Linked DNA regions of Zea mays: region 1 is linked to region 2. Evidence: chromatin contacts called from public Hi-C data. All regions are on one chromosome and are shown on one strand. Each heading gives the region's core, a stretch centred on a gene start, on an enhancer-like site or on the middle of the called end of the contact. The rest is flanking DNA. Distances are from core to core; before and after follow the strand shown. Region 1 holds the start of LOC100193898 (Organic cation/carnitine transporter 7). Region 2 holds the start of LOC100382880 (Cell division cycle protein 48).

Region 1 (5,655 bases), core at 199-2,698, 270 kb after region 2:
ATAACTAGGAAGTAGGAAGAAGCAACTGTGCAATAGAAATGACATCAGTAACAAGCTTGGTAACTTCATGTTAATCATCAGCAAAAAGGAAATTGACTTGCATAATTTTGTGCAAAATGGTACATGACATAAGTAAAAGATTGGACCTGCCTCCTTCCATAGTTGTCTGAAACCACACCCCACGAGTAAGCTCCAATCAGCATCCCAACAAAAACAACACTTGTAATCATGCTTTCCTGATGAGAAGTAAGCTTCCATTCTAGCTGTACTGATGGACCAACAAATGATAGCAGCATCATTTCCATCGCTTCGGCAATTAAGCCAATCCCAGCATATGAAAGAATCAATATCTGGAACCTCCCAAAACCTGATGACAAGAGAGCGTCATCCACGGTATAGGAAGCTGATTGCCCCTCCTCCATCTGCAAAGTAATGATCACACTTGTCATAAAAAACACAGTAAATCTAATCTACTTGTATAACCAGATCAGCCATGGCTAAATAGAGTTAGTTCAGCCCCCACCTCTATGTGCGGGTAAAACAACACTGGTTTACAGATACACACAAGTAAAAAAATTGTTTGCCTAAAATGTCACTCAGCTCATTTAGACACCACCTATCCCATTTAAACAGACGCTTTGCTTGTTTAAATGGCCCTTTATTGCAGATAGTGGTAAAACGGTAGGTGATCGATTGTATAGCATTTAGGGCTTGTTTGAGAGCAAGGATACCAGAGGGGATTGAAAGGGCTAAAATTCTCTTGCTATTCAAATTCCTCCAGTATCCTTGCTCTCAAACAAGCCCTAAATGATATACAATCGATCACCAATTGGTAGACAACTAAAGCCAACAAGAAGGCACGTCACAGACTCACGTAGTCACGTTATCTGCTTTGTTTTCCCTCGCCTTGCACATTCCTAAAGCTTAGGGCCAACTGGATAGCAAGTAACCGACAAGAACCCAAACAGCTGAATCTGAAGAGAGGAGGCTCACGAGATCCTCACCATTTCAGGAGCCATCTGCCGGAATCAGAAGCTGCCCCCTTCAGTAGCGATGCTCAGCGACCTGGTAGCATCAGATCCAACCCTTAGGCTCCTTCCGGGCCCGACTGGTTAAATCTTCCCTGGCCCAACTGGCTCCACGCCCTAAGAAATCCAGACAAGGAGCAGGCACACGGAATCAGCCTACGCGCACACGAGAAGCAACGGGTCTGCCGAGCGCCATGCGAGGACAGCCGGAGAAGCGAACCGTTATGCGTTTCTTGGATCTGGGACAGGCGGCGAATCCCGCAGGTGCAGGAGGCGACTCGCGGTCTATGTAGGAACGACGCGCCCCGAATCCGGGCGTCTGCAACACTGCTTCTCCCTGGAAATCTCCGCGCTTTTTCGTTCGGCCAGAGATTTGGCTCCGTACCGGATGGGCTGGGGAAGGACCGAAGGAGATGCGAAATGCATCCCGCGCTTTGACTGAGATTACCATCTTCATTGGTCAAAGGCTCAAAGCGGAGGCGGGCTGCCACGCGTCCGTAACGGGCAACGGGACGGGCTGGCCGCCCACCGACGCGGAGGTGAGTGAGAGTGGGACAAAGCCAAAAGAAAACGTCGGTTTGTCGCTGTCAGCAGGAACTTATAGTAGTATTTTTTCCGTTTCTTTTTAGTTATCGTTGGTAGTACAAAATCAAACTATCCAGCAACAACTAAAAAGAAACGGAGAGAGTATATATTAAGAGCTGATTTGGTGACTTATCATATCACTACAATCTCCGTGATCGTTAGTCACCAAATCAACCTTAAAGCGGAGCAGAACGCTCGCCTTCTAACTTAGCCACGTCATCATTCATAATATGATCAGCCATTGAATGCAGATCCATTGGTCACGAGCCTCTTTGGTCATCTAACGTGCACGTGTCTCTACCTCCGCTGCATGCCAGTTTGCCATGCCACACCCTCCAGTGACTGCTAACTAGGGGTGTAATCGGATCGAATATGGACGGATATCAATAAAATTATATTTGTTTTCATATTTTTAGTCGGATTCGAATTCGAATATGGATAGCTTCGAATACGAATACAAATACGGATAGTTGTGGATCGAATACGGAGCTAATCGGACACGGATAGCGTCGGTAACAAATATTTTTGTCGGATATCGTGTAAGACATCATTCCATACATATCATAGTTGTAATCATTTAGCCCCTCCTTTATTCCAAACATTTTTGAGGATTATATGTGCACATATGCTACACCTCCATAAAAATCCATAAATTTCTAAGGCTATTTTGAGTATTATTAATTTCTTTATGTAAAAAATCATTAAAATGCAATTAAATTCATAAAATATTGATAACTATGATATGTGGTTTCACTTATTATTATGGTGGTTTCACATGTAATCATTACGGGTTTCACAAATAAGTGGAAATGAAATGAAATAATTGATGACATCTTGTGGTTTTTATGGTTCAAACATTTTTGAGGATGCTATATGAACATATGTTACTCACACGCCAAATTCCGTCAAATTTTATGAACTTCTAAGGCTATTTGTGTATTATTAATTTCTTTCTACAAAAATCATCAAAATGTAATTAAAATCATAAAATAATCTAGTGTTTACCAAAAATTGTAAATAAGTTATCAGGACCAATAAACATTCTATTAAAGATAATATGAAGTTCCTATGTGAAAATGATAAAGTGAAGTATTGATTATGTTAAAATTTGGATAGTTAAGGTGATATCACATGTAACTCACGTAACAAGTGAAAGTGAATTGAAAGAAAATATTGGCAATCTCTAGATTTTATGGCCCAAACATTTTTGAGGATGTTATATGGGCATATATTGTTCCTCCGTCAAATTTCATGATTTTTTAGACTATTTGTGTATTATTATATTTTTTCTACAAAAAATTATCAAAATGCATTTAAATTCATAAAATATTCCACTGTCGAATGAAAATTGCAAATATGTTACCAGGAACAATAAACATTATATAAGAACATAACCTCAAATCCCCATATGAAAATGATAAAGTGAAGTATTGATTATGTTGAAACTTGGATATTTAGGGCGATTCCACATGTAACTATCCGAATATCTGAAATCTGAAATGTGGTAAGATATCTGGGTAGATGTCCGGATATCCGAAATATGAAATTCGGACAGTTATCCGAGAAGATATCCGGATATCCGAAATCCGACGGATATCAGTCATATCATATCTGTATCCGATATCCGAACTGTACTATCCGAATTCGAATCTGAAATCCGAAAATTCTGCGGATATCCAAAAAAACTATCCAACCGAATAATTAGCCTCTTCGGACGGTCGGATGGTCGGATAATATCCGTACCGTATACACCCCTACTTCCAACCAAGTCAATAATCGACTTTCTCAGCTAACAAAAGAGGGTTATGGTTCGGCTCGTACGGGTTCAACCCCGGAACCTTCACCACCATTCTCAAGTCCTACGGCCCCATCAGGACCGTCTACGGCTACAGTCAGTGGTCGGTTGTGTTCCGCACCGTAGTCACCACCACTCTCGCTGACAGCGTCGCTGCACTCGCAACGTTGTCGGGAAGCGGCTCCAGACGGGCCACTGGAACATGGTGTGGACGTCTGCAATGGCCTCCTCGGCGGGTTCGTGGCCATCGCGAAGGGGTGCAGCATGGTGGAGCCGTGGCAGACGCCATCCGTGTGTTCGTGTCTGCGTGGGTGCTCTACTCATCGGCGACAACGCACTCGCCACGCGCTTCAAGTTCGGTGACCCGTTGGAGGCAGCGCATTTGCACGCGGGGTGCGGCGCTTGGGGCGTCCTCTTTGTTACAAAATATTGTACATATGATCAAGACCCATCCAACCGTCCATTTTACAGTTATTTAATCAACGGGTCAGATGCCCTTTGTACCATGTATATAAAGAGGATCTCTGCAATAAACAAGACACACCAGTAATTTGTCTCATTCTCTCTGTTGTCTCTCCATTTGCCACTGAGCACTGCAATAGAACACAACACGTTATCAGCACTGTCTCAAGGAGAAATCAGAGAAGGGGAAAGTGGAAGAACTCGCTGTTCTTGACAAGAACATCAAGATCGATCTGCACATCAACAGCAAGGTATGGAAAATACCATTTCGATGCGCATACGCCGTATGCGCGAAGTACTGCATATTGTTGATGATTCGATGTTGGAGGCGTTCACCGCTGGTCAAGCCGCAGCGCTTCCACCGGTGCATGCGATCCCTGAACGCCGTGTGCAAGTGCAAAATGTGCACTTCTGCGTTCTCCATGGATGGACAGCGGTGGTTCCGCTGCCGGTGGTGGAGTGTGGACTCCCCACTGCATCCCCATCGCCACCGGCGCCGGTGTTTGATGCGGGATCATCTGCATCGGCCCCAATGGATGTCGACTTGGCAGCACCACCACCGCCTCCGCCCACTGCAGCGGCAGTTGCTCGTCGTTCGCCATCTCCACCAGTGCCTGTGGTCGTCGGTACGATCGCTGCACGTCGTGGACAACCCCCTCGCGTCGTCGATGCTCCACGCGGACGCGTCATCCTCACTGGCCATCGCCCAAATAGGGTGGCCTCATCTTCCTCCTCCAATGGGAGGGCCTAATGGCCCTCGATCCGACCGCCACGACGGCCGTTTTGGGGGGAGGGGGTGGGGAAGAGGCTCGACCACTGCGCGGGCAGTGGAGAGCGCTCAGCGCGGCGCTGATACTCGACGTGGAGCAGTGGGACGGCGGCAGATCAGCAAGGCCCGAGGTCGGGCCTGGCGCGGCGGCCCTGGCCAACGCGATGGCATGGCACCCTCGACGCGGCCACCCGTGGCGGCTCGGCGCCTGCGGCTGGCAACAGGCGCATCCTCGCCAGGAGGCGCGAACCGTGGCCAAGCTGGCCACGGACTGGAGCAGATGCGCGCGCAGCGGCGTGCGCAGAGGCCCCGAGGCCCGGCGACGGCGCGAACTAGGCGCGCGGCCCGGCTACCACCGAGCGCAGGCGGACCAGCCGGCCAGGCGGAACGCCTCGGCAAGGCGCGCGCGGCTCCGTGTCCCGGACGCGGCCTCAACCGGGCGACGGCGAGCACCAGGCGCTCGGCCCGGCTCCCACTGAGCGCAGGCGTCGCACGGCTCGGCCCTGGCAGGGGCGGTCGAGCCCCTCGACGGTGGCTGAACCCAAGCGCCCGCGCGGCCCCATGGCCAGGCGCGTGGCCTAGGCGTCGGCGGCCTGGAGGCCATTGGCGGCGGCCAAAAAACTTCTTCCTGGCGCGCGCAAACGATAGAGGCTTGGCCTCTGGTGGCTGACGGCGGCTGGGGGCGGTTAGGGTTAGAAACCCTAGCCGCCCCAATATAAAATAGGCTTTTTGGGCCTCTGTTGGGCCGCCTGGGCAGGCCAGCCTGGCTGGGCCGGCGTGCAGGCCACCAGGCCGCTGCCTGGCCCGCCTGGCAGGCCGCCTGGGCTGCTTTCAGAGCCCAAAATGGTCTACATTTACCATTTTTAATTCTGAATTTCAGTATAAGACTCTGTTTTATATGTAATTTCAGTTCAAAGTTATCTTAGGCGTCTAAATTCGTAATTTAGACTGCATATATTGTAAAGACATATCTGTTTTATTGTATATATAGCAGATTTTAGTTCGTGAATTATTGT
Region 2 (6,383 bases), core at 2,911-5,410:
AAAGAAATCAACATATAATCCTGGAAAAACTTTAAGCTGATTATTAGTATGTTGATCCAAGTTCATCCCAAGTTATGGTAGATAACTTGTATTTGACTGGAAGTACATGTAGCTATCTGAATAATTAACGTTACTTCAGCTTCCTACTGAAATATTGAAATGATGACTTTTATCTATCGTTATATATATAATTCAAAACATTTGTAAAATAAAAATGTATTTGCCAAGATAATCTACTTATAATTCCAAACATTCAAACAGGTAAAAGTTAAATTGTTGCAACTTCAGACAACCCCAAGGGCTTGTTTGGCTGTACTCAGTATCCACCTAAATCCACATGCTGGGGTGGATTTATGGCTCCTTTTTACACAAGCTGTCTGTTTAGTTCATGATTAGGAATGATGATAGCTTAGACTCCAGAGTATTAATTTGTAGAGTACCAACTACCGTTTGGAGGAAGTTACCTTCTCAATGTTCTCTCTGATTGCATATTTGCACGCACGCTGGCAAATTTCTGTGATATCTGCTCCACTGAACCCTTGAGTGTACTTAGCAAGAGCATTCAAGTCCACATCCTTCGCCACAGGGGACTTCCTAAGGCAGGCCTTGAAGATCTGGAGCCTAGACTGCTCATCAGGCAGTGGAATGTAGATCAGCTGGTCAAGACGCCCTGGCCTCAGCAGAGCAGGGTCAATGATGTCAGGCCTGTTTGTAGCTCCAATAATAAACACAGTTTTCTTGGCATTCATGCCATCCATTTCTGTCAGTAGCTGATTAAGCACTCTATCAGCCGCACCTCCAGCATCACCCACACTGCTTCCTCTCTGCAACATGTGTTAACATCTGTAAGACATAAAACATGACACCACAAATAAATAAAGAACCAAGGTGAGACGAGTATAGACCTGAGTAGCAATTGAGTCAAGCTCATCAAAGAAGAGGACACAAGGAGCAGATTGACGAGCCTTGTCAAAAATTTCACGGACGTTGGCTTCACTCTCACCAAACCACATGGTAAGCAACTCAGGACCCTTGACACTGATGAAGTTAGCCTGGCACTCGTTGGCAATTGCCTTTGCCAACAAGGTCTTACCACAACCAGGAGGACCATAGAACAAAACTCCTTTGGATGGAGACATGCCAAACTTCTCGAACTTCTCCGGATGCTCCACAGGATATTGAACAGTCTGCATCAATTTTGAAAGAAATCAGCAAAATGTGGAACATAAACAATACCAAGAGCAGGTGGTCAATTAGCATCTAATTACCTCCTGGAGCTCCCTCTTGACATTCTCCAGCCCACCAATATCCTCCCAAGAGACATTTGGGACTTCGACAACCTGAATCCAGAAAGCATATTAAGCATCCCAGAACAAAAGCAGCTCACACAGACAATTATAGGCAGGTACTCACAGTTTCACGAAGAGCAGATGGGTTGCTTGTTCCAAGCGCAGTCTTGAAATGGTCATTTGTAACAGCCATTGAGTTCAATATCTCTGCATCGATTGTCTCATCCTCAAGATCTATGATGTCCATCTTCTCACGAATGCACTGAAGAGCAGCCTCAGTGCAAAGGGCAGCAAGATCAGCACCAACATATCCATGGGTATCTTTTGAAATGAGTTCCAAATTAACCTGGAAATTCAGAGAATGGACATCAAGAGATGCTAGAGGAGAAGACAGAAATCATATTCATAATCAATGTCGAGAGCAATGAATCAAGAATAAGTTACGGTTACGTACATCTTCAGCTAGTTTCATGTTCTTAGTGTGAATGCGGAGAACCTCGAGACGGCCAACTTCATCAGGAACTCCAATGTCAATTTCCCGATCAAACCTTCCAAATCTTCGAAGAGCAGGATCAATGCTGTTTGGTCGGTTTGTAGCACCCATAACAATAACATGGGAACGAGATTTCAGTCCATCCATAAGAGTCAGTAGCTGTGAAACAATACGACGCTCTACTTCTCCATTGGTCTTCTCTCTCTTGGGTGCAATGGAATCAATTTCATCAATGAAAATGATAGATGGAGCATTCTTCTCTGCTTCTTCAAATGCCTTTCTGAGATTGCTTTCACTCTCCCCTGCCAGCTTTGACATAATCTCTGGACCATTGATCAGGAAGAAAAAGGCTCCAGTCTCATTTGCAACAGCACGAGCAATAAGAGTCTTTCCGGAACCAGGTGGCCCGTACAGCAATATGCCCTTTGGTGGCTTCACACCAATAGATTTGAAAAGTTGAGGATGGCGTAGTGGAAGCTCAACAAGCTCTCTGATTTGGGCCATTTGCTTTCTAACTCCACCAACATCATCATAACCAACTTCATCAAGACGCTCCTCATCCTCCCTCTTAATAGGCTCCCCATCACAAAATATTTCAGTATCTGGCGCAACGATACAATATTCAGCAGGATCAGTCTCTATCACTTTGAATTCCACACTTCTCATTCCTCCTCTGACAAGGAAAAGGTCTCCTTTCCTCAACGGCCTGTATGCTTCTAGGAAATATGCTGCACGGTTTCATAAGGGATGTTATTAGAAAATGGCAAAACAGCAATAAGGTATAGCATGACATGGCAAAAACAATATACAAGAATATTAGGTATAGGTACTATAAATGTCAGACTCCATGCACAGAATTCAGTAAACCATTGACAACAGAAGAATAGAGCAATACTCAAGTAACATGTAAATTAAGTATCACAGAGCCATGCTAATGCAAAAAATAGATCAACTAAGAAATATACAAGATCACAGACTCACGTTTCAAGAAGGCATCAAACAGGTTCCCTGTAATGCCTTCAACTGTATCATCAATTGGAAGAATGTGGACACGCTTCCCATATTTCACATCCTGGCACTGGTGGACAGAAACCACATCACCAAGCCTCACCCTTAGGTTCTGGCGGACAACCTTGTTCATCCGAACCTTTGGCTCCTCACAGGTTTCGTCCGCAAGGACAATGCAAATAGTGTCTTTCCTCTTCTTACCCTATAACAAAAAAACATAAGGTGATAAACAGATACATGGACGACAGTAGCCATAAAGTTCACTAACAAATTTTGTTACCCGCCATAACACAAACTAGCTGCTGGGCCCTATAGACTTGAAAAAAAGATATGCCAATACAATACAATTGTGCAGTCCCCTGTACACAGTAGAGTTACAAGTCCAGACATCACATCCAAATTATCATGCTAGGAATCATAAAATAACAATTCTGTATGCAGCCCATCATCTCCATCTAACAGAACAACGAGCACAAATTTGAATAATACTAGATAGTGTTGATTCCCTGTTCTAACGATGAACATGAGATATTCAAGCAAAAAGAGTGGTTGCATTTAAATCTATAACAAATGTATGAGGAGAATATTTGAACATAACAAACCAAGTATATTAAAATATGCTACTGAAGCAATAAAAGCAATCTAGATTACTATTAACCTTCAACTGAATCAATGGTGTACGAATGCAAATTGGCAAAAATCTACATACTATAGCAGCGAATCAGAGGGGCCCAAATACCCTCAGCAAACTCAGCAAGTACTTTACAGTGATAAAGCTAAGGTTATTTCTAATAGATCTGCACTATGAATACACCGAATTCGGGTCGGTCACACACAGATCGGTCGCGTGATAATACAATCTGCTAAACCAGCTCAACTTCCCAAAGCTGCTGTGAAAAGCTCGGCTTAGACATATTAGACCTTGAGGAGCACGGTGTCGCCGCGGAAGAGCTGCAGCCTCTCCATGGTGTCAGGGTGCAGCGCGACGACGGAGTTATCGTCGTTGGTGGCCTCGTCGACGACAAGGCGGTTCGGTGACTTTTTCCTCTCCAGGATCGCCGTCGAGAAGTCCTTCTTCTCCTTCCTGCACACACAATCACCGGAAAACCTGATAAACGAATCCACCGCCGAAACATTGACACCAAACAACCCAGATCGGGTCCGGAAATCCTCAACCCTACGGCTCAACCAGATCGGATCGACCGGGGATGGAGGGAGGGAGCGACATCTTACGGATCGGAAGCAGAGGCCGAGGGCTCCCCTTGGCTCGCCATGTTGACGGTGGCGACAACGGCGGCGGAGGTAGGTTTCGGGTGGTTGGCCGGGGGCGGCGTTAATTGCAGCAGCACCGGCGAGAATGCGAGATGCGGAGCACTCGACGAGGGGGATTAGCTTTCCTTATAGCTTCTTTCTTGCAGCAGGGGTTTGGGACTCGGAGGGCCGCGTCACGGGTACGTCACTGACTCGCGGGGCCTGGGCCGGTGTACGGCCCACATGGCAGTGATCATTCTGGAATCTCCTGGAGGCCCGGGCCGTCGTGTATGGGCCTCCCGACGTGTGGGGACCACGTGGAAATGAGGCAGATAGAGGCGGGTGGGGACCATGTTCACCGTGTTAATCGTGGTCGTCGCGTGCGAGGTTGGAGAAGCAGAAGCAGAAGCGGCAGCAAAGAGAAGTTTGGTATCATCGTGACGGTGGAGTAGGAAACTAAAAATGGAATCCAAATTTCACTGTGCTGTAATCAAGTTCTTTGTTTCCTCAAGTTTTATTTCGCTGAAGCATGTATACAAGAGCGGTTTGTTTGATGAATCAGTTTGAAATCTTTTTATTTCTGCTGAGCACCATATTTGATATGTAGGCATGTAGCCTTAACGGTGCGTGGGATAACCTGGACGATCTAGATCAGATTTCATTTGATTGGTTGGCAGGCTGTCTCTATCCAGCCTGACCGCGAGCGTTGACTACGTGCATGAAATGATTCTAGCATGCAATAGACAGCGGAGGTATTTTTTCATCCACCTGTCTATATGCGTGGAGAAGAAACGGAGATGTGTTCTACCGATTTGGGCTAGCGCGAGCCACACGCTCTAGACGCCGGCAACCAATCACGTTGATTAACTCGGTCGGGAGTATTTATCCGCGCGTGATTATCCTAATCTATCCGTGAGAGTCTGTTGGATCTCGCCTAAGAACGAATTCAGACCTCCCCATATAAATATAAAAGTAGTACGACCGATTGAGAACACCGAACACATTACAATTGAATCAATCTATTATCTTCATTATCATTCATGTATTAGGCGTATGTGTAGCGTAGCCTAGTTGTAGCTTTCAACTCATATCTTCACCTTAATTCAACTCTGCATCGTCTAAACACGTCTTGAGTGGCCTGCCGACCCCAAGACGACCCTAAGATCTTACCCCGATAAGGTCCCGGGGGCAAGATCCACTTGGTCCAAAATCTCTTGCTCGACCTATTATCTTAATCCCTAGACGACTCTACGTCGTTTTGGCAACGACTTGGGTGGTCTGCTGATCCGGGAGCACACTAAGATCTCTTCTCCCGATGGGGTCCCTCCTAGGAGGCGAGATCTAGGTTCCTACAAGGAAGAAGGTTATGTGCCATTGCAGATCGTTTGGCCCCTGAGCATGGATTGTCCAAAGCGACACAGAGAGGAGACCCTCCTGTAGCGAGGTTGCAGACCATCCGGCCCAAAGTCGCGGATCGTCCGCGCTGCCAGGAGGTACAAGTGTTTGGCCCCAAATTGGAGCCAACACACTTTTTGGCGACTCCACTAGAGATGAAAAAATCAGATCTATTAGATCGGCCACGATGGTCGATCCCAAAGATCACAACGATGTTTCCCCAAATAGTGACCCAGGCTGACTAATTTGTCGGTTGCTGAGTGTAAGGAATTTGAACCTATACTACTCTATTAAGAGTTTAGCGTCAGCGTCCACACTCTGCCCTCGCCCCCGTGCCTCCCGCCTGCCACCTGAGAGCACCTAGAGGGGGGGTGAATAGGTGATCTTGTAAAAACTTAAGACTTAAAGCCACAAAACTTGATTAAGTGTTAGCACAATTTAAACAAGTGGCTAATGACCTATCTCTTGTGAAACACAATAGACACAGTGAGAACAAGCACAAGAGACACGGTGATTTATCCCGTGGTTCGGCCAAGTACAAAACTTGCCTACTCCACGTTGTGGCGTCCCAACGGACGAGGGTTGCACTCAACCCCTCTCAAGTGATCCAATGATCAACTTGAATACCACGGTGTTCTTCTTTCTTAACTTTTTCCCGTTTGCGAGGAATCTCCACAACTTGGAGTCTCTCGCCCTTACAATAAGAATCAAAGTGAAAGCAATAGAGTAAGGGAGGGAAGCAACACACACAAATCCACAGCAATACGCACACACACAGCCAAGACTTGAGCTCAAATGAATAACACAAGGTTCACCACTAACACGGAGCTTAAATCACTAAGAATACCAATCGAGTGCGCAAAGACAGAGTGCGAATGATCAAGAATGCTTAGAGTGTGCTTGGTGTCCTCCTCCATGCGCCTAGGGGTCCCTTTTATAGCCCCAAG

What was found. Hi-C and Micro-C count contacts between places; a contact is called where the count stands out from the background.
Region 1: a contact with region 2 is called in a Hi-C map of tassel, with 4 times the contacts expected there. The contact joins the promoter of LOC100193898 here to the promoter of LOC100382880 in region 2. A contact is called at or near these places in 5 of 25 Hi-C or Micro-C datasets (bundle sheath, ear, endosperm and 2 more).

Annotation. Positions count from the first base shown.
Region 1 is chr5:33,777,281-33,782,935 of Zm-B73-REFERENCE-NAM-5.0, forward strand. It overlaps LOC100193898 (Organic cation/carnitine transporter 7), which reads right to left and starts at 1,449. Exons shown (of 7, transcript NM_001359324.1): 1 at 1,249-1,449; 2 at 1,005-1,145; 3 at 151-422. The coding sequence starts at 1,019.
Region 2 is chr5:33,503,146-33,509,528 of Zm-B73-REFERENCE-NAM-5.0, forward strand. LOC100382880 (Cell division cycle protein 48) reads right to left here and starts at 4,161. Exons shown (of 9, transcript NM_001328004.1): 1 at 4,024-4,161; 2 at 3,712-3,874; 3 at 2,764-2,992; 4 at 1,744-2,510; 5 at 1,414-1,635; 6 at 1,269-1,340; 7 at 906-1,187; 8 at 465-824. The coding sequence starts at 4,064.